Regions from separate parts of the Mus musculus genome. Here regions 2, 3, 4, 5 and 6 are each linked to region 1. A link is a contact called in public Hi-C, HiChIP or PLAC-seq and Micro-C data. All regions are on one chromosome and are shown on one strand. The core of a region is the stretch at or near the end of the contact, and the rest is flanking DNA. Distances in the headings are between cores, read along the strand shown. Region 1 has its middle 27 kb from the start of Gm31473. Region 2 holds the start of Ambra1 (autophagy/beclin 1 regulator 1). Region 3 has its middle 26 kb from the start of Gm13817. Region 4 holds the start of Mapk8ip1 (mitogen-activated protein kinase 8 interacting protein 1). Region 5 has its middle 18 kb from the start of Slc35c1. Region 6 holds the start of Zfp408 (zinc finger protein 408).

What was found. Hi-C and Micro-C count contacts between places; a contact is called where the count stands out from the background. HiChIP or PLAC-seq counts read pairs in DNA pulled down with a chosen protein or histone mark.
Region 2: a contact with region 1 is called in a Micro-C map of embryonic stem cells, with 4 times the contacts expected there. The contact joins the promoter of Ambra1 here to the enhancer-like site in region 1. A contact is called at or near these places in 1 of 39 promoter capture datasets (hippocampal neurons), 3 of 484 Hi-C or Micro-C datasets (embryonic stem cells and forebrain), 1 of 115 datasets of contacts at active chromatin or transcription factors (astrocytes) and 2 of 9 other capture datasets (adipose tissue and liver).
Region 3: an H3K27ac HiChIP or PLAC-seq map of extraembryonic endoderm stem cells shows a contact between it and region 1. The contact joins two enhancer-like sites. A contact is called at or near these places in 3 of 115 datasets of contacts at active chromatin or transcription factors (embryonic stem cells, extraembryonic endoderm stem cells and large pre-B cells).
Region 4: a contact with region 1 is called in an H3K4me3 HiChIP or PLAC-seq map of forebrain, with 2.7 times the contacts expected there. The contact joins the promoter of Mapk8ip1 here to the enhancer-like site in region 1. A contact is called at or near these places in 7 of 115 datasets of contacts at active chromatin or transcription factors (bone marrow-derived macrophages, embryonic forebrain, embryonic stem cells and 2 more) and 2 of 9 other capture datasets (adipose tissue and embryonic stem cells).
Region 5: a contact with region 1 is called in an H3K4me3 HiChIP or PLAC-seq map of bone marrow-derived macrophages, with 4 times the contacts expected there. The contact joins two enhancer-like sites. A contact is called at or near these places in 4 of 39 promoter capture datasets (embryonic stem cells, hippocampal neurons, pre-B cells and 1 more), 1 of 15 datasets of contacts at CTCF or cohesin (pro-B cells), 2 of 484 Hi-C or Micro-C datasets (the N1E-115 cell line and large pre-B cells), 10 of 115 datasets of contacts at active chromatin or transcription factors (bone marrow-derived macrophages, embryonic stem cells, extraembryonic endoderm stem cells and 4 more) and 2 of 9 other capture datasets (adipose tissue and embryonic stem cells).
Region 6: a contact with region 1 is called in a Hi-C map of regulatory T cells, with 4 times the contacts expected there. The contact joins the promoter of Zfp408 here to the enhancer-like site in region 1. A contact is called at or near these places in 1 of 39 promoter capture datasets (pre-B cells), 2 of 484 Hi-C or Micro-C datasets (embryonic stem cells and regulatory T cells), 1 of 115 datasets of contacts at active chromatin or transcription factors (memory CD8 T cells) and 2 of 9 other capture datasets (adipose tissue and liver).

Annotation. Positions count from the first base shown.
Region 1 is chr2:92,054,176-92,056,875 of GRCm38.p6, forward strand. No RefSeq gene overlaps it. Among named protein-coding and RNA genes, the nearest start is that of Gm31473, 27 kb to the left of the region's middle. Within about 2 kb of position 1,361, at least 280 of the 459 cell types and tissues checked have an H3K27ac peak or open chromatin away from gene starts, as enhancers often do. A contact at or near this core is called in adipose tissue, astrocytes, bone marrow-derived macrophages and 7 more, where this site is marked.
Region 2 is chr2:91,728,788-91,731,487 of GRCm38.p6, forward strand. Ambra1 (autophagy/beclin 1 regulator 1) reads left to right here and starts at 1,351. Exons shown (of 18, transcript NM_172669.3): 1 at 1,351-1,592.
Region 3 is chr2:92,513,731-92,516,500 of GRCm38.p6, forward strand. No RefSeq gene overlaps it. Among named protein-coding and RNA genes, the nearest start is that of Gm13817, 26 kb to the right of the region's middle. Within about 2 kb of position 1,436, at least 14 of the 459 cell types and tissues checked have an H3K27ac peak or open chromatin away from gene starts, as enhancers often do. A contact at or near this core is called in extraembryonic endoderm stem cells, where this site is marked.
Region 4 is chr2:92,399,829-92,402,528 of GRCm38.p6, forward strand. Mapk8ip1 (mitogen-activated protein kinase 8 interacting protein 1) reads right to left here and starts at 1,435. Exons shown (of 12, transcript NM_011162.5): 1 at 1,201-1,435. The coding sequence starts at 1,298.
Region 5 is chr2:92,476,682-92,479,403 of GRCm38.p6, forward strand. No RefSeq gene overlaps it. Among named protein-coding and RNA genes, the nearest start is that of Slc35c1, 18 kb to the left of the region's middle. Within about 2 kb of position 1,445, at least 36 of the 459 cell types and tissues checked have an H3K27ac peak or open chromatin away from gene starts, as enhancers often do. A contact at or near this core is called in adipose tissue and bone marrow-derived macrophages, where this site is marked.
Region 6 is chr2:91,648,357-91,651,056 of GRCm38.p6, forward strand. Zfp408 (zinc finger protein 408) reads right to left here and starts at 1,435. Exons shown (of 5, transcript NM_001347175.2): 1 at 1,348-1,435; 2 at 795-1,069. The coding sequence starts at 1,393. It overlaps Arhgap1 (Rho GTPase activating protein 1), which reads left to right and starts at 1,762. Exons shown (of 14, transcript NM_001359970.1): 1 at 1,762-1,896.

The sequences.
Region 1 (2,700 bases), core at 111-2,610:
AAAAGCAAAGATGGATAGCCATGTCCCAACCCTTGCCAGGTAAAGGGGAGGTGTAGGCAGTAAGGCATGGATTAACTGGAAGCACCTATGGGATTTCCAAGCAGTCAGGGACCAGGGAGAAGGCTGTGTGAGGCGAATTTTGGAAAGAATTGTGGGAACAGTTCTAAAGATAAGTTAAAGGTGTATTTCTGGAGTTTAATTCCAAATGATTTAAACGCCTGGGTGGTCATCCAGCGGCAGCTTATCCTCGTCTGGGACAGACATACATACAGACAACACACACACCAAAAATAAACTAAATTGTGTGAAGGTATGATTGATTAGATAACTAATCTTTTAAAAAGAAAGAAAGAAAATTCTGCTGTGGACGATTCCTCGGTTAAGGCAACAAAAGGCCCAAGCTCTTAACAGCAGAATCAGTACAGAACCTTGGTTGGGCTAACCCCCTCCGTCCTATGCCACTATTCCCTTGACAATAGATTTTTGGAGGTCTTCATCCAGACCCTGACATTTGTGCCTGTTTTAAAAAGAGGGGTGGGATTGGGAGAAATCTTTGGGTCCTTCTTGCATTGGGCTTTTGAAAGGAGGTTTTAGAATCATCAGGCTAGTGGACTTCGTCTCTAGTTTTGTGATCTCAAGCAAATTGCTTAACTTCTCTGGGCTTCCCAGAGAACATCCACTTCCTTGGGCATCAGGAGACCGTAGAAGGTGTACAATGCTTCGAGTAGTTCTGCTAACATTGACAAACCTTAGCACAATGGCTATTATTACCTCCAGACACCCCCAATGCGGTAGATAAGACAACTTTAGCTAACAACAACAAACATTTTTATTTGAATAGTTCTGAGCTTATTTTCAGGCTATGGTTTCTCTAATGTTATCTCTTGAGGCAAGGGTACATAAAAAGAGAATCGATTTAAAGTTAATTTAGAGAAACAGTTAATAAAATAGAAGTCAGTTACAATCTATAATACCGGAGGAATGTGTATATGGAAGACAATCGTCTTCATCTGGATCGTCAGACATCTGAAAGGCAGAACATATTGATGTGACATGTTCCCTCCTGCAAAGAAAATGTTCAGGGCAGGATAGGTGGGACAGCAGCAGAAATCCGGAGGCTCGGGAAGGGAGGTCGACTCAAAAGCCAGCTAGCTCTTTAACTTCTCTCTCCAGGCTCCTTTGGGGTGATTTTTTTTGGATCACTGGGTCAGTCAGCCAATGCCTGCGAAGAACTCTAATTCGGCTCAGATCGCAAGCGCGATCTGCCAAAAGGTCTTCGCGCCTCCGGCCCCGCCTCCATCCCCGCCCCGCACATCTGGTGAAAAGATTCCCGCCGCGGGGCGGGGCAGGACACAGCCGGCGCATGCGCGTCAGCGGCCCGAGTGCCGCACCACAGGCCTCCACTCCCAGAACCGCGTTGCAAACTGTTGCATCAGACAGCAAGCAGCGGGCCGCGCCGCCAAGGTTTCTAGGAAGATAGCGCAGTTTTGAGCTCCTTCTTGGTGGTTTAGGCGCATTGGTTGCCCCTCCCTATGTCTACCCGCCTGCAACACAAGCTCCTAAAATCTCAAGCTTGTGAGCCAGATAGCTCTGTTGCTCCTGTCCCCATGCACCGCTGGCCACAGACTGATCTGTATTCGACTTACTTTCTTAACCGCAAGGACCCTGAAGGAAAGAGCTGGGTTTGATTTCTCTTTCCGAGTACAAGAATGCCCCTGAGGAATTTCACACTCTGTGAAAGTGCAAAACTCATTTCCCCAGACTAAGCGTTGCAGACGTTTCCCCAATGGGCTTGGCGAGCTCCCAGCAGGAATGCACCGGGAGAGTTTCCAGCTCTGTACCCCGAGCAGCTGAACATGCAGAAGACCCTGAGCTAGGGAGGAGGCCCTCTGGATGGAAACATCTCTGTAGGACGATATATCGGTCTTAGGGCATACCGCAGTGTGCTGGAGATTTGGGCCTCAAACAGAATGCAGGACCGCACATTCACACCTAGGCGGCGCCCATATATAGTGTCCTTGACTCGACTGGCTATAGCATGTGTGAGCTGCAGAAAAATTTGTTTTTCGCTTCTCCCTCACTCTTCCAGGTCTAGTTCCGCTGCCTTCCTCAAAGGGAAGGAAATGGTGTTCATCTAGAAGGGTTGGGGCAGTCTCGGGGGTGGAATTTTAAGAACACTCAGAGGTCTGGGGATGTAGTAGCTCAGGAGCATCGCTGGCGCGTGCACATCTCTGGCTGCCAATCCCAGCACAGATTAGGAATCCACCCGTTTTCAGAGACAGTCTCATTCTTACCTTCAATTCTTTTCATTTTTTAAAATAGGTCAAGGCCAAGATCATTCAATGTTAATGGATTTTCCAGAAAAGTGGGGGGGGGGGGACCTGGCATTTTACCTTACATATTCTGTCTTTTTTAGGGTGTGGATGGTGAAAGTCTGTTTTGATTGAACAATCTTGAGAGTTAACAAAAACCCTGTCTTCTTTCTTCCCCTGATTATTGTGACTCACTTAATTCTAAGATGCATATTTTTTAAAAATGAATTTAGGAAGCGTGTCCCAGCAGTCAATGCTGTTTAAAGTAGCATTTTCCTGTCAGCAGCGGAGTACTGTGTCAGTTTGGGATTTTCATTGTAAGTCGTGCTTCATAAATATGGCCCGATCTGTTTCGGTCTGGGTAGCAGTGCTTTTATGAGCCAAAGGA
Region 2 (2,700 bases), core at 101-2,600, 330 kb before region 1:
TCAGCGTGGGCTTCATAGTGAGTTCCAAGCCAGCCAAGCTATAGAGTGTGAGCCTCCACTGCAGTCTCTCACACTCCCTCAGGCACACTGCAAATGTGGAACAGGAAGGCAAGCACATCAGAATTTCAAAGCCATTCTTGGATACACAGAGTTCAAGACCAGTGTGTGTGCCACACAAAATCCTGTCTCTAAAAACTATTTAGTGAACTAGCTACGAAGCTAACTAAAAGCACACTGTGGACTGTGGCTTTAGATCCTTGGAAGAAAATAAAAGAGAAGTAAGTGGTTTTTTTTTTGAGAAAGAATAGAATAGGCTGGGAGGTTGTGGTGTTCACCTTTAATCCCAGCACTCCGGAGGCAGAGGCAGGCAAATCTTTGTGAGTTGGAGGTCAGCCTGGTCTACAGAACCAGTTCCAGGACAGCCAAGGGTACACAGAGAGAAGCCTTGTCTGGCAAAACAAAACCAAAGAATAAAAATTTAAAAACAAGGTACAGGAACTTTCCCTTCCCACATTAAGGTGTGCCATTTTCTCTTGGATATTCTTCTAAAGCTGACCTGGAGCATTCATAGCGATTGTTCTTCAGCTCTGAGGGGAAACCAAGAATAAAGTGGTAAAGTCATTTGTTCAACTGGGACAAGTAGTGTGAGAAGTCTCTAAGTGTACGGCAGTCGTTGAACTATTAAGACGAGCTTTATTCTGCTATGATTTATCTTCAATCAATGTGCTCACAAAAGGCTAATTCCTTTTTCACTTAAAACAAGGTCTTTGGTGGCGCATGCCTTTAATCCCAGCACTTGGGAAACCCTGTCTCGAAAACCACACACTCAAAAAACAAAACAAAAACCAAAACCTAGCCAAACCAACCAACCAACCAAAAAAAAAAAAAAAAAAAAAAAAAAAAACAAAAAAACAACAAAAAAAAAAAACCACCAAGGTCTCATATAGTCCAGTTTGGCCTTGTGCTTAACTGACTATGACTTTGAACTCCAAATCCTCATGCCTCCTTTCCTAAAATGCAGGGACTACGGGGGGAGGGTGTGGGGGACTTTTGGGATAGCATTGGAAATGTAATTGAGGAAAATACGTAATAAAAAAAAAAAGTACCAGGAAAAAAAAAAAAAAGCAGGGATTACAAGCGTGCTCCTGTCTCAAAAATTTAGTTCTCTAAATTACTTTAACACTCTGTCACCAACAGAAAATGGCAGAATCCCAGCCTACTCTACGCTATAGTTTAATGATCTGGATTTGTTTATTTATGCCTAGGAAGGCAGCCGGATTTGCAGCAGGAGCTGAGCAATGTTTCGGCACTCGGCTGCAGTGCCTTGAACGATTGCTGGGGCGCTCTTCCTTTGATGTCTGGGCGTTCGTGTGTTCGATGATCTTTTGCGGCGTCTTCTTGGTTGATGTCTCCGGAGCGGCGGCGGCTGTGCCAGGTCCTGGACTGAGTTATCCCGGAGGCCCCGGGCTCTGGCCGCTTTCTTCCGCTGGTCGGTCGAGCGGACCCCTCGCTTTCTTCGGCCTCTCCCCGCCTTCCGTCCGTGGCTCCGTGCGCTCGCTGGCTTTCGGGCCGAGCTCTCACTCTCCTCGCAGGTAGGCCCGGGAGGAGCCTGGGAGGCCCGGTCCCGCATCCTTCCGCCCAAGGCAGGAGGAGACCTTAGCGCCGGCCGGTGGGCGAGCGCGCGGCCCGCCGGGGTGCGCGTTGTGAAGGGGGTTGCGCCCGGGGGCGCGGCCGGAGGGCGGCCCGGAACTGAGCGAGAAGCCGGAAGGAGGGAGAGATGCTGAAGCTGCCGGCCGGGTTCCGTAGAGAGGGGATGTCGGGTCCTGGACGCGTGTCGTCACCCCTAGATTGTAGGAACTTGGCTTTCTTAGACCCTATTCCCTTTCTCCTTTCCTACAACTCCGGTTCCGGATGTCATGCTCAGTTGCACTGGGGACCCCTACTGAGTTCAGCCTCGGAGTGCCCTTTTGAGTAGGTGGAGGCTATTGAAACTAGGCCCTCCAGCTCCTAGGAACGAAATATCACTTATAGTCTTTTGGGGTAGGGAAACCGAGGCTGAGGTAGGGGACGTGACTTTTCCCTGTGACCTCGACAGATCATTAAATGTGCTGTAAGGTTCTTTTTTTTTTTTTTTTTTTTTTTTTTTTGTCTTTAACAGTTCACAATTCTCCCATTTTACTGGTCACTTTTTACTTAACAGTCTCTCATTTGACTTTTTGGAACTCTTCTTTCTTAGAAACATATATTGTGTTACTGGAGGCTTCAGACATTAAGGGAGCAAGTGATGTTTTTGACTGGGTTTGCTTTTTCGAAGTTTGTATCGTTTTAGCAAAAGTAGTAAGGATAGTTTAGTTTTGTTTACTCATAAATAATTTGTTTACTTCCACTTTACTTCTGATTAATACTGATTCCACTCTTCAGCTTGTTCTGAAACTTTCTGCTATGGTGTTAAGTACTTAGTGCAAGATGGAAGATGCTTAAGATGGTTAAGACTTTGAATTCAGGTTCTTGTCTTGTGGAGGTCTTTTCTAGGAGGGAATCCAAGGAATCTCTTTTGAAACTTTTTTTTATTTGGTTAGTGATTTAGTCATTTTATTCAAGAGTTCAAAAGTCTGTGTAGAAATTATTCAAACATAATTGAAGATGAATCATTTGTGAACTTTACTGTTTCTCTCTTTTTTTTTTAAAGATTTATTTATT
Region 3 (2,770 bases), core at 186-2,685, 460 kb after region 1:
ACTAACATGAGTTCTGGAGTAGCCAGCTATAGTGGCTATTCCTGGTTGTCAACTTGACTATATTTGGAATGAACTACAATCCAGAATTGGAAGGCTCACCAGTGACCCTTATCTGGAGGCTAGGAGATAGAAGTTTATGATCTGGATCTTGGTATGGAGATCTTGAGGCATAGTGGCTATGGATTCCAGAAGATTAAATCTCCGAGTTCAAGGTCATCTGAGATTAAAGGTGTGGTGGAACACACCTTTAATCTGGGCTACACCTTCTGCTGGAGACCATATAAGGACATTGGAAGAAGGGAGTCTCATTCTTGCTCCCTTGCCTGCTTGCAGTGTGGGACTGAGTAACTGCTAGATCCTTTGACTTCTATTCACAGCTACTACTGAACCATTGTTGGGAATTGGACTGCAGACTCTAAGTCATCAATAAATTCCTTTACTATATAGAGACTATCCATAAGTTCTGTGACTCTAGAGAACCCTGACTAATACACCAACCATCCCATTGTCACTATGGGGAGGTGCTAGGCTGCCAGTCCCCAAATGGACTTCAGTGTAGATGAGGGCCCAACCTGAGGCTCACTAGTTTGTTAGAATCCGCTACCTTGTGTCATGCTACAGTGTGCCATGCCAGCAGACATGGACATTCATACTACAGGGTGGTGTGGAAGAATTCCTCACTGACCTCCAGGTCCCACCCAGGGGTTGCAGCACCCACATGTATGGAGCATAAGTATGGGCACACAAATGATATGGAGTGCTTGAGGCCAGTGGACAACTTGCAAGAGTCAGTTCTCTCTCTCTCTCTCTCTCTCTCTCTCTCTCTCTCTCTCTCTCTCTTCCTTGGTTTTGTGAGACAGGGTAGCCTTCACTGTCCTGGAACTCACTCTGTAGACCAGGCTGACCTCATACTCAGAGATCCACCTGCCTCTGCCTCTGCCTCTGCCTCCTGAGGGCTGGGATTAAAGGTGTATACCACTACCACCTTGCTTCAGTTCTCATGGTCTACAAAGAGTCCTGGGAATCCAATTCAGGTCACTGAACGTGGCAGCAAGTGCCTTTATCTGCCAAGTATTCTCTGAATCCTGCTGGTCGGTCTTTTTGATCTCAGATGACTTTCTGAGGCCCTGTATGACCACCATTGTGTATTGTTCCCTTGCTGAATTCCCATCTCTAAATTCCATCTCCCTTAACTTCCCCTCCGAGGGGAACTCCACATCTCCTTGGAATTCTCTTAAGCCTGCAGGGGATGAGGCAGGTTGTGTCTCCTGGGAGGTCTTGACCTCACTTCAACGCTAAAATAGCCAAACCCTTTGTCTCTGGGACTGTCTTCTGACTCTTGCCAGTGGGGACTGAAGCTCTGGCGTTCCCTGCTCCTCCCTCCTCCGTTACCATCTCCCCATCAAAGTTCAGCTTGACTAGAAACACCCCACACCCTCTGATCTCATCAGTGGCCTCGCTGTCCCCGGCATTCGGTCACTCCCTTGTTGTTCTTGGAATGTTTGGGAGGGAACATTGTCACTATCATGTTTTCTTTTTCTAAAAGAGATTCTTGGTATTAACTAGATCCTGTGCAGCATCACATGCCTGTGATCCCAGTAAGGTTGGGAAGGCCAATTATTATTGGCCTTTGATTTATTGATTTACCTAGGGCACTGCTTGTACCACTCTTTTCCAAGCATGACGTCACTTGTTACCGGGAAGAGAATAACCTGGAGAAATGGCTGAAACAATGGGTTGTTGCTCTTAACCTGACCACAAAAAGCTTACTCCAGAGAGATTCCTGCAACAGGAGGATCACAAGTTCAAGGTTAGATTTAGCTACAGAGGAAGTTTTGAGGTCAGCTTGGGCTACAGCAGAACCTGTCTTACAAAAACAAGAGAAGACCAAAAATAACAACGGAGAGGCTTCAGTTAACCAGTTAGATTCTCCTGAGAACCCAAAATGGCACAGAACATCTCCTCCAAAGTAGTGTGGATGGCCTCATCACTGATCTCTGGAGGACATGTCCATCTGTCTAGGCTGAGTTTTCTGCCCTCCCCTCAGAGTTCTGGATCCACCCTGCAGGGAGAGGTGAGGTGAGAGCCAGGAGAAATTCTCTGGGTTAGAGAAGGTCTAAGACAGAGGCAGGCTCGTGCCTCCCTGATGTCTCCTGTTATCTCAGTCACACTGCCTTGCTCAGTCTCACCGTGAACACTCTAACAGGGCAGGGAGGGGTGCACACGGCATCACCAGCACCCCTCTCCTCTGTCCTCACAGACTGTCTGTTGTCCAAGGTAGGAAGGGGTCTTAGCTATTTTTGAGCTATGGGCAGTATTCAGTGGTCTGATGAAGCTGATAGGCACTCTCCTTCAAACAAACAGACAAACAAAATACAGAAAAGATTTCAAAACAATAACAAAACATTTAAGACTGTGAAGGGGCTGTTGGAAGCTGTCTTAGTCAGGGTTTCTATTCCTGCACAAACATCATGACCAAGAAGCAAGTTGGGGAGGAAAGGGTTTATTCGGCTTACACTTCCATACTGCTGTTCATCACCAAGGAAGTCAGGACTGGAACTTAAGCAGGTCAGAAAACAGGAGTCAATGCAGAGGCCATGGAGGGATGTTCTTTACTGGCTTGCCCAGCCTGCTCTCTTAAGAACGAAGACTACCAGCCCAGAGAGGGTCCCACCCACAGGGGGCCTTTCCCCCTTGATCACTAATTGAGAAAATGCCTTACAGTTGTATCTCATGGAGGCATTTCCTCAACTGAAGCTCCTTTCTCTGT
Region 4 (2,700 bases), core at 185-2,684, 350 kb after region 1:
ATTAGCCTGGAGGCTTTCCTCAGGTTTGGAACCATCCTCTGGCCCCCTCCTTCTGGTTCTCTCAGCTGGGTTTAGGGCCTCCTTGGAGGATTCAGGGCCTGATCATACCATTTAAGATCGTGTGTGTGTGTGTGTGTGTGTGTGTGTGTGTGTGTGTGTGTGTGTGTGTGTCTGTGTGTGTGTGTGTGTGTGTGTGTGTGTGTGTGTCTGCCCACCTGAGGACCTGGGAGCTAGAGACCCCTTCAATAGATGACAACTTGGCGCCAGAGCCCAGCTGGGGCCTGGCTGGAGCAAGGGTCCCAGGAGAGAGAAAGGCGCCTGCTCCTGATGGGGAAACAATGAGGTATGTCTCAGCTTCTACATTCTGGAGCAGTGACACCCTTCTCTTCTTCGTCACTCTCTCTCTCTCTCTCTCTCTCTCTCTCTGTGTGTGTGTGTGTGTGTGTGTGTGTGTGTGTGTGTGTGTGTGTGTATGTGTGTATGTGTGTGAAAAGGTGAAGAGAGGACAGTCACCGGTTCAACACATCATGCCTTACATCTCTGAAATTCATTCACCTGGTCTAACATCAGATGGAGGGGTGGGTCAAAGAGGAGCTCAGTTCGGTGTCCTGAGTCTTTACACAGTGGGGACCCCCCAACAGTATCCCTGGATATCCACAGGCAGATTCCCCTCCCTCAAGCAAATTGGGTTTCACTGGTTGAGGCCAATCCTTCTGCACCTGTCCTGAGATACAACTGACCAGGGAGCTGCCCAAATTCAGAAGACCCTGTCCAAGATCGCCTAGCAATCTGACCCATCTGGCCAAGCTAGCTGGGAGAGGGGTTCACGACTCTTCTTAAAGGACCAAGGGTTTTGAATTGGGGCCTCTGGGCCCCCAACCCCTTAGCCTACTTCCACCTTGGGTTAGATACCTTGAACGCGGCAGGATAAAGTCTGGGCGGATTGCTGCACCGGGAATTCCATCCAAACCCCAGACCCACTCCCGCCAAGGTGGAGGGGAAAGGCGACCTCCCAGGTTCCTGCCCCAGATCCACCTCAATCACCCCACCCCATGACACGGAATGGCAGAAGGAGCTGCGGGGGGCCACGCGGTGGCCACCAACCTGGACTGGAGGTTGTGGGGGCTGGGGGCTCGGCCGGGAAAGGACGCCGCCCTCAGGGTCTCCAAGGATCCCGAGGTTCCGGGCCTCGATCCTTACCTGAAATTGGGAGGCGACGCGATGTGCAGTCCCAGGAATGGGGAAGCGGCCGGTGGGGACGCGGCGCCCCCGCCCAGGCCGCTCTCTCGCTCCGCCATTCCGGGGTGCAGCCCTGGCCATCCGGGCGGAGAGCGGCGCGGGAGGCGGCGGCGGCGGCGGCGGCGGCAGCAGCGGAGGCGCGTGGAGGAGGCCGCCGCCGCCGCGGGGTTCGGACTGAGCTGGGGCGGGCGCGGCTCCGGACAGCGCGCCGCTTCGCCTGCGGCCCCCGCGAGAGCGCCCCGCGCGCGCCCCCGGGCCGGCTGGGGTCTTGTGGCCCCGCCCCCGCCCCGCCCCGCCCCGGCGCTCTCCGAAGTGCTGACGCTTCGATCCCGTGGCCCTGGGTCCCCTCGGCCTCCCTACACATCCCAGGGACATTCCAAGCACTGGCAAAGCTTTGCTCTCCTCAGAGCTGGACCTAGATCGAGGGCATCAGCGGATGGCAAGATCCTGCTCCCCAAGTCCGTCTTTGGCCTTCCACAGCAACTGGGGTAGGAAAAGGGTTACAGAAGATGGCTGAGAAAGGAGAGATGGTGGTGGAGTGGGGTCCAAGAGCAGTCAGCTATGGGGCCAGGTGACCTAAGACCACAGCTTGGTTCCACAAGTGAACAGGCAGTGGAGAATTGCATTAGTGACCTCATAGTTCCAAGGCTTGTCTTTCCCATGTGTGAAATGGAATATGAGCCCTCCATGAGCATGGGGAGGAAGAAAAACGATAGAAATACTTGTCCCTGGGAGCTGGGAACACCCACCTGTGCACTGGGATCACCTCCCGCAGAAATCTCTGAAGGCCACCTCTATCAAGACCCACCCTTTAGTTTTGTTTTGATTTTTGAGACAGGGTTTCTCTGTATAGCCCTGGAACTCACTCTGTAGACCAGGCTGGCCTCGAACTCAGAAATCCGCCTGCCTCTGCCTCCCAAGTGCTGGGATTAAAGGCGTGCGCCACCATGCCCGGCCTAAAAATGTGTAGCCCAAGCTGGCCTCCAACTCGTGATCCTCCTGCCTCTGCCTCCTTCAGCAAAGACCCCCTTGAGCCCTGACCACCCCTGATAACCTGAGTGATGCTTTTGGTTTCTTAGCCCTGTGAAGCCTCTGTATGCCAGGACTACCCCATCACTTGTTTTTCTTTCATTTCCAGTTTGTCCTGGAAGTTACCATGTAGCCTCAGCTGACTAAGAACTGATGACAATCTTCTTGAGTCTCCTGCTAAACTGGGGGATTAGTGTGAACTCCTGTGCCCAGTTCTCAGCACCTGTCTTCCCACTGCGTTTTCTATCTAGCACCCCTTTTGCACTCACACAGTCCTGAACTGGCTTCTCCTACCCTAAGGCCTAGGACCTTCCTCATCCCCAGGGCCGGATTCTTGAGAGCTTTGTGGTTGCTTCTGTTCCTTGCACCCACTCTGGGTCTAGCTGTGCTTTCTTCCTGGTTCTCTATTGGGTTTTCTCACACAACACCGTT
Region 5 (2,722 bases), core at 195-2,694, 420 kb after region 1:
CGTTGTTGGAAAATACCAAAAATATCAGTTTAGAGTCACGAGGAACTGGAAAGTCAAGACAGTTTTCTAGGAGCCTCAAACAATAGCACCTTTGCATAGCGGGTTCCAGCAATCTGGGTGGGTCAGGGTGACTTTCTTTGAAAGAACACTCCCTGAACCCAGGAAGCGAGTGGGTGGAGGAATGTCGCTATCTGTTTTATGATTAGCATGCCTTGGAGCATTGAGTCACAAAGGTCACATTCTCAAGCCTGGGCCTAAAGGCCTAGAATTTTGTTTTTACGTTATACTTTTTCACAATCATCCTGGCTAAGCCTCCCGAGTGCTAGGATCAGGGACAGGTATGAACCACTCTGCCAGGTTTTCATTCTTTTCTGATTATATTAACAGTACCATTTTCAGGGAATACAAGTGAATTTTTTAAAAATTGAAATCCAAATTTTTAATAAAATCCAAATTATCAAACTTGATTTCTTTTCCTTCCTTCCTTCCTTCCTTCCTTCCTTCCTTCCTTCCTTCCTTCCTTCCTTCTTTCCTCCCTCCCTCCCTCCCTCCCTCCCTCCCTCCCTCCCTCCCCCTCTCTTTCTTTCTTTCTTTCTTTCTTTCTTTCTTTCTTTCTTTCTTTCTTTCTTTCTTTCTTTCTTTCTTTCTATCCTTTTCTTTTTTCTTTTCTTTTTTGTTTTTTACGTAAGGACCTACTACATAGGTCTGACCTGGAACTTACTCTGTAGACTAGGCTGGCCTCAGTTCACAGAGATTTGCCTGCTTCTGTCTCTTGGGGCCTGAGATTAAAAGCTACCACCCTGGACCCCAATTTTTTTTCATGGATCCTGAAAAGTTGATGGTTTGGTTTTCATGGGCAGGGCTTACCGTCCATCTTTGAGATTTGGGAAATAGGTTTGAATTGAGGGGTTCAGTTCCTGTGCAAGAGCAGTGCCCAACCCGACAACTTAGGTGCAGGAGGAGCCTGGAAATGTTCTCACAGGCATGCCTTGGTGCGTGCATAAATGCACATTGGAGTCACACGGTGTTCAGAAGCAAGCTGATTGCTAGTGCAGAAACAATCTGGATAAACAGGGAGACGCAGTGTCTTGACTTTAGAGAAAGAAAAACAAAAGGCTAAAGTTACAGAACACGTCTTGGAGTGGGAGTGGGAGTGGGGCAGCTGGACTCCCCACACAGCCCTGGTGACAAAGTTGGCAAGCTGCCTGTTGCTGTCTCTCCATAGTCACCCACTGCGGGGACAACCCAGCACTCTTTTTCAGTATTTATAGAAGGGGTTGGAAAATTGCATTCACCCTAAACCCCTGGAACAAAAAGTAGAGCAGCTTTGTTCCAAACAGAAAATATGGAGGCAGTCCTGGGGCCCTTCAGAAGGAGGTGGGGCAGTGCGGTGTGGCGTGTTCCTCTGATGGAATGCCATTGGCTGCTGTGATCCGGACGTTCCAGCAGCTGAACACTGTTGATAATCTAATGAGCACACCAGTGAATAAGCCAGAAATGCTGTTCCTTCAAACAGAGAGGTGGGTGGAACTCAAAAATAGCTCAGTAGGGTTGGAGAGATGGCTCAGTGGTTAGGAGGACCGGCTGTTCTTCCCAAGGACAGAGGGCGCTGCACGCATGTGCTTCATAGACACACATACAAGCAAAACATTCATACACATAAAACACAGCAAAGTATTTTATCAAGTGAAGGGTAACAAGACACCAAAAAGTGCAACGTTTATACAAAATTCTAGAATACATAAATACACAACCCTGAGTTGACTGGGGTGGCTGAGGCTGATCACCAAGTGAATCAGGGAACTTTCTGGAGTGATGAAATGTTTCCTGTTTCGTCATCTTCCATGTCCATTACTGTTTTGGCTGTGCTGTTATTGCACGGATAAATAAAAATTTCAGAGCTTCAGTTCTACAGTTATGAACCTGTACGTAGTTATGTTTCAGTGAGACTGATATTTAAGAAAGGGGATGGAGAAATAGCTCAGTAGGGAAGATCAATTCCTATTCTTTCAGAGGACCAGAGTTTAGTTTTCGGCATTTAAGTTGGGCAGCTTAACTGGAACTCCAGCTCAGGGGAATTCAACTCCTCTTATGTCCTCTTTGGGCACCCACACTCATGTGTGCATACCCCCACACAGACACACAGACACAGACACAGACACACACGCACATATATATATATATATATATATATATATATATACATAATTAAATTAAGTACAGCTTTTTTAAAAAATAAAAAGTTGGTTGAGGGCCAGGGAGATGGCTCAGTTGGCAAAGTAGTTATCCTGTAAAGATGAGGACTCAAGTTTTCACCCCTAGAACCAATGTAGAGGAGCTGAGCAAGGCTGTGCATGTGTGTAACCCCAGCCCTGGGGACACACAGATGGAAGCATCCCTGGCTCTCACTGGTTGGCTACCCTAGCCTTATTGTTGAATTCCAGGACCTTGTTTCTAAAACCCAAGGCAGATGGCTCCCGAGGAGGCCATGACATTGACATTGGCCCAGATGCATGCACATATACATGTGCTAGAGTACACACACACACACACACACACATACAATCTCTCATCTCTCTCTCTCACACACACACATGCTTTCTCTCTCTCTTACACACACACACACACACACACACACACACACACACACACACACAGAGGCACACTAGTTCAAACAGAATTTTCTTAACATATCACTGTGTACGTTTTAGGTTTTACTTCT
Region 6 (2,700 bases), core at 185-2,684, 410 kb before region 1:
ATAAGATGAAACTCTAAGGCTAGCAGCAGCCTCTGAGGTTGCCTCTACACTATGGTGCTGTGTGGTTTGTTTTTTTTTTTTTTTTTTTTTTTTGGTTTTTCAAGACATGGTTTCTCTGTGTAGCCCTGGTTGTCCTGGCACTAACTCTGTAGACCAAGCTGGCCTCGAACTCAGAAATCCGCCTGCCTCTGCGTCTGCCTCCCCCCGCCCCCCTCCCACCCAGTGCTGGGATTAAAGGCGTGTGCCACCGCGCCCAGTTCTATGGTGCTGTTTTATATCTTCAGTCAGTGAAGACCAGAGAGTCCACTCACCTCTCCTTAAAGGTGTGGAAAGCTCTAAACAGCACAGCCTTTCAGCAAATACCAAACAGAAAACGCTGCAAGAGCACCAATACTTTTAAACAATCCTTACTAATGCTTACAAAGCACAGGCGTATTTGGCTTGCATCGTGTCCTCTGGTCTTCCAAAGGATCTCGGTAACAGCCACAACTTTCTTTTACAGGTGAGTAATATTAGGTGTGTAATTTAGCTAACTAGTTAACAGGTTTGAATCTGATCCTGGTAACCTTAGCTTCTGACCTTTGTCTCTGCCAACACAGTAGGAATTCAGGTTCTCACAACTTCTTTGCATCTGCTTTAGTTACTGCTGCTTAGGTAGAGCAAGACAGCGCTGCAATGAAGGGACAATTATTTCTCGAGTTTGAAAATATCCTGCTTCTAACAAACTGGAAGAGCTGTCCGGAAATGTCTGAACCTCCCCCAAACTTTCAGACAGATGTCCGACTCCTCAATACCTCCTCGTGCGGTGTCTTCATTCCCTCGCCCTTCTCCAGGACGGACTCATCTTCCAGAGGTCCCCAATGCAGGCCGGGCTGCAGGGGTGCTCCTACACACCAGACCCCCAAGTGCTGATTCCTGGATCTCGAGGGGCCCACGGCCAAGCCCTGGGGGAGGCTCCTTAGAACAAGGATGGCAGGGCTCGTACCCGGCGGGCAGGCTTTGAGGCCCGGAGCAAAGCCTTTTCCGGAAGGGCTCCATCCTGAATCCTGGCCCAGGGGTGGCTCTGGGGCTGCAGGGAGACGGGAAGGCAGTAAAGGAGTGGTCCATGAAGGCGTGGGGTTGGGGAAAGAGAGGTACAGGGTCAGCTATGACCCAAGAGTCCGAGGGATTAGCAAGGTTCTAGTTAGTAGGGCCCTTGAATGGTTGGGAGGGAGTCTAGTCTCTTAGGGCACCGGAGCAGGATCCCAGGCTCAAGAGAAAAAGGGATGTAAGGGAATGCGCTGACTAGAAAAACGCTGTGGCCATCTAGTCCAGGGCTGAGGGTCGCAGACATCGCAGGTCACTCACGGTGCGGCTCTATTTTCCCCAAGATCACCTCCTCCACCTCCTTCATCGTGGGACAGAGATTCTCTCGCCACTCCCCTCTACCGGAAGTGAGCGTTTTTGTCCCGGTTCCTCCCGGAAACAGTCCTTGATTTTCAAATTTAAGCTCAAGGAAGAATCCGGGTGGTTAGGCATCATTGAAGGATGGACCTGGGAGTTTGGAAGTACTTGACAGATAAAACCCTGTCCGATGGGCGATACGAACCTAGGATTTCAGAGGCCCGCTAGTTTCCTGCATCTGGAAAAGCGGAACCCAACTCACTCACTTTAGGTAGCGGCGAGTCGGACAGCTCGGCTAATTAACCTCACATTTTGTCAGGTGATTGCCGGAAGTGGGCGGAGCACCAAGAAAGCCTTGTTTGGTCCGGGCAGCAAGCCGGAAGTAGGTAGAAGAAATGGCGGAAGTGGTTGGGGAGCTGGGGGCCCCCGAGGGGGCGGTTCCCATTCCCATCTCGGAGCCGGATGTTTGCCGAGCTTTGACAGGCGTGGCAGAGGAAGCATTGCCGGAACGAGGTGAGCTGCGGAGCGCGGGGTCTCTTTGGGCGTGGTGGTGGGGAAGAGCTGCTCTGGTCAACGGAAGGAATTGGGTCGGAAAGGGGAAAATCCGAGGCAGTGGGTCGGGAGTGGAATTGGGCCCGAGGGCCTGGGTCTCTTCGCTGCCGGGATTTTTCCCATTTCGGCGCCTGCAATGAGAAGACAGCCACTTTCTCTGACTTGTTCCTGCCCTCCCTCTGCAAGGCATAGGCCAAGCCAGAGCAAGCCGGTGGGAGGGAGGGAGAAGTCGTCCTGATCAGATCTGGCATAGCACTGAGAGCTAGAAATCAGGGGAAGTGATCCACCTTGTCACTTGATAGGCCGTGCTTTCATCTCACTTTCTTGTGAAACGAAATACACTCCATTCGTTGTTTGTTTTCGGACTCTATGCAAACATGATTATAGTTTAGAGTTGCAGCCTTGTAGGATTTGGGTTTTTCCAAAGTCACAAAACAGTCTGATTCCAGCACCAGCAAGTACTGTGACTTCAGTTTGCCCTGAGAAGTCTGGCTGCCCTTTCGTGGCGCCTCTTGGATCCCAGTGAACTTTGTGACCGACAGTCACTTAAGATCACTGTTGAGGGGGTTGACTTTAACCTAGAGAACACCTCAAACTGGAACTTGTGGGTTAAAATCCTGCGTCTGGGTTCTATGATCTGTAGCAGTTTGCTCCCTCCCTCCCTCCCCCCGCTTTTTGTTCAAACTGTAAAATGGTTTTTATAGCATATGCTGAACTACTAGTGCAGTTGTGAGGTGAATTTGTGCCCAGTTCATAGTACAAATA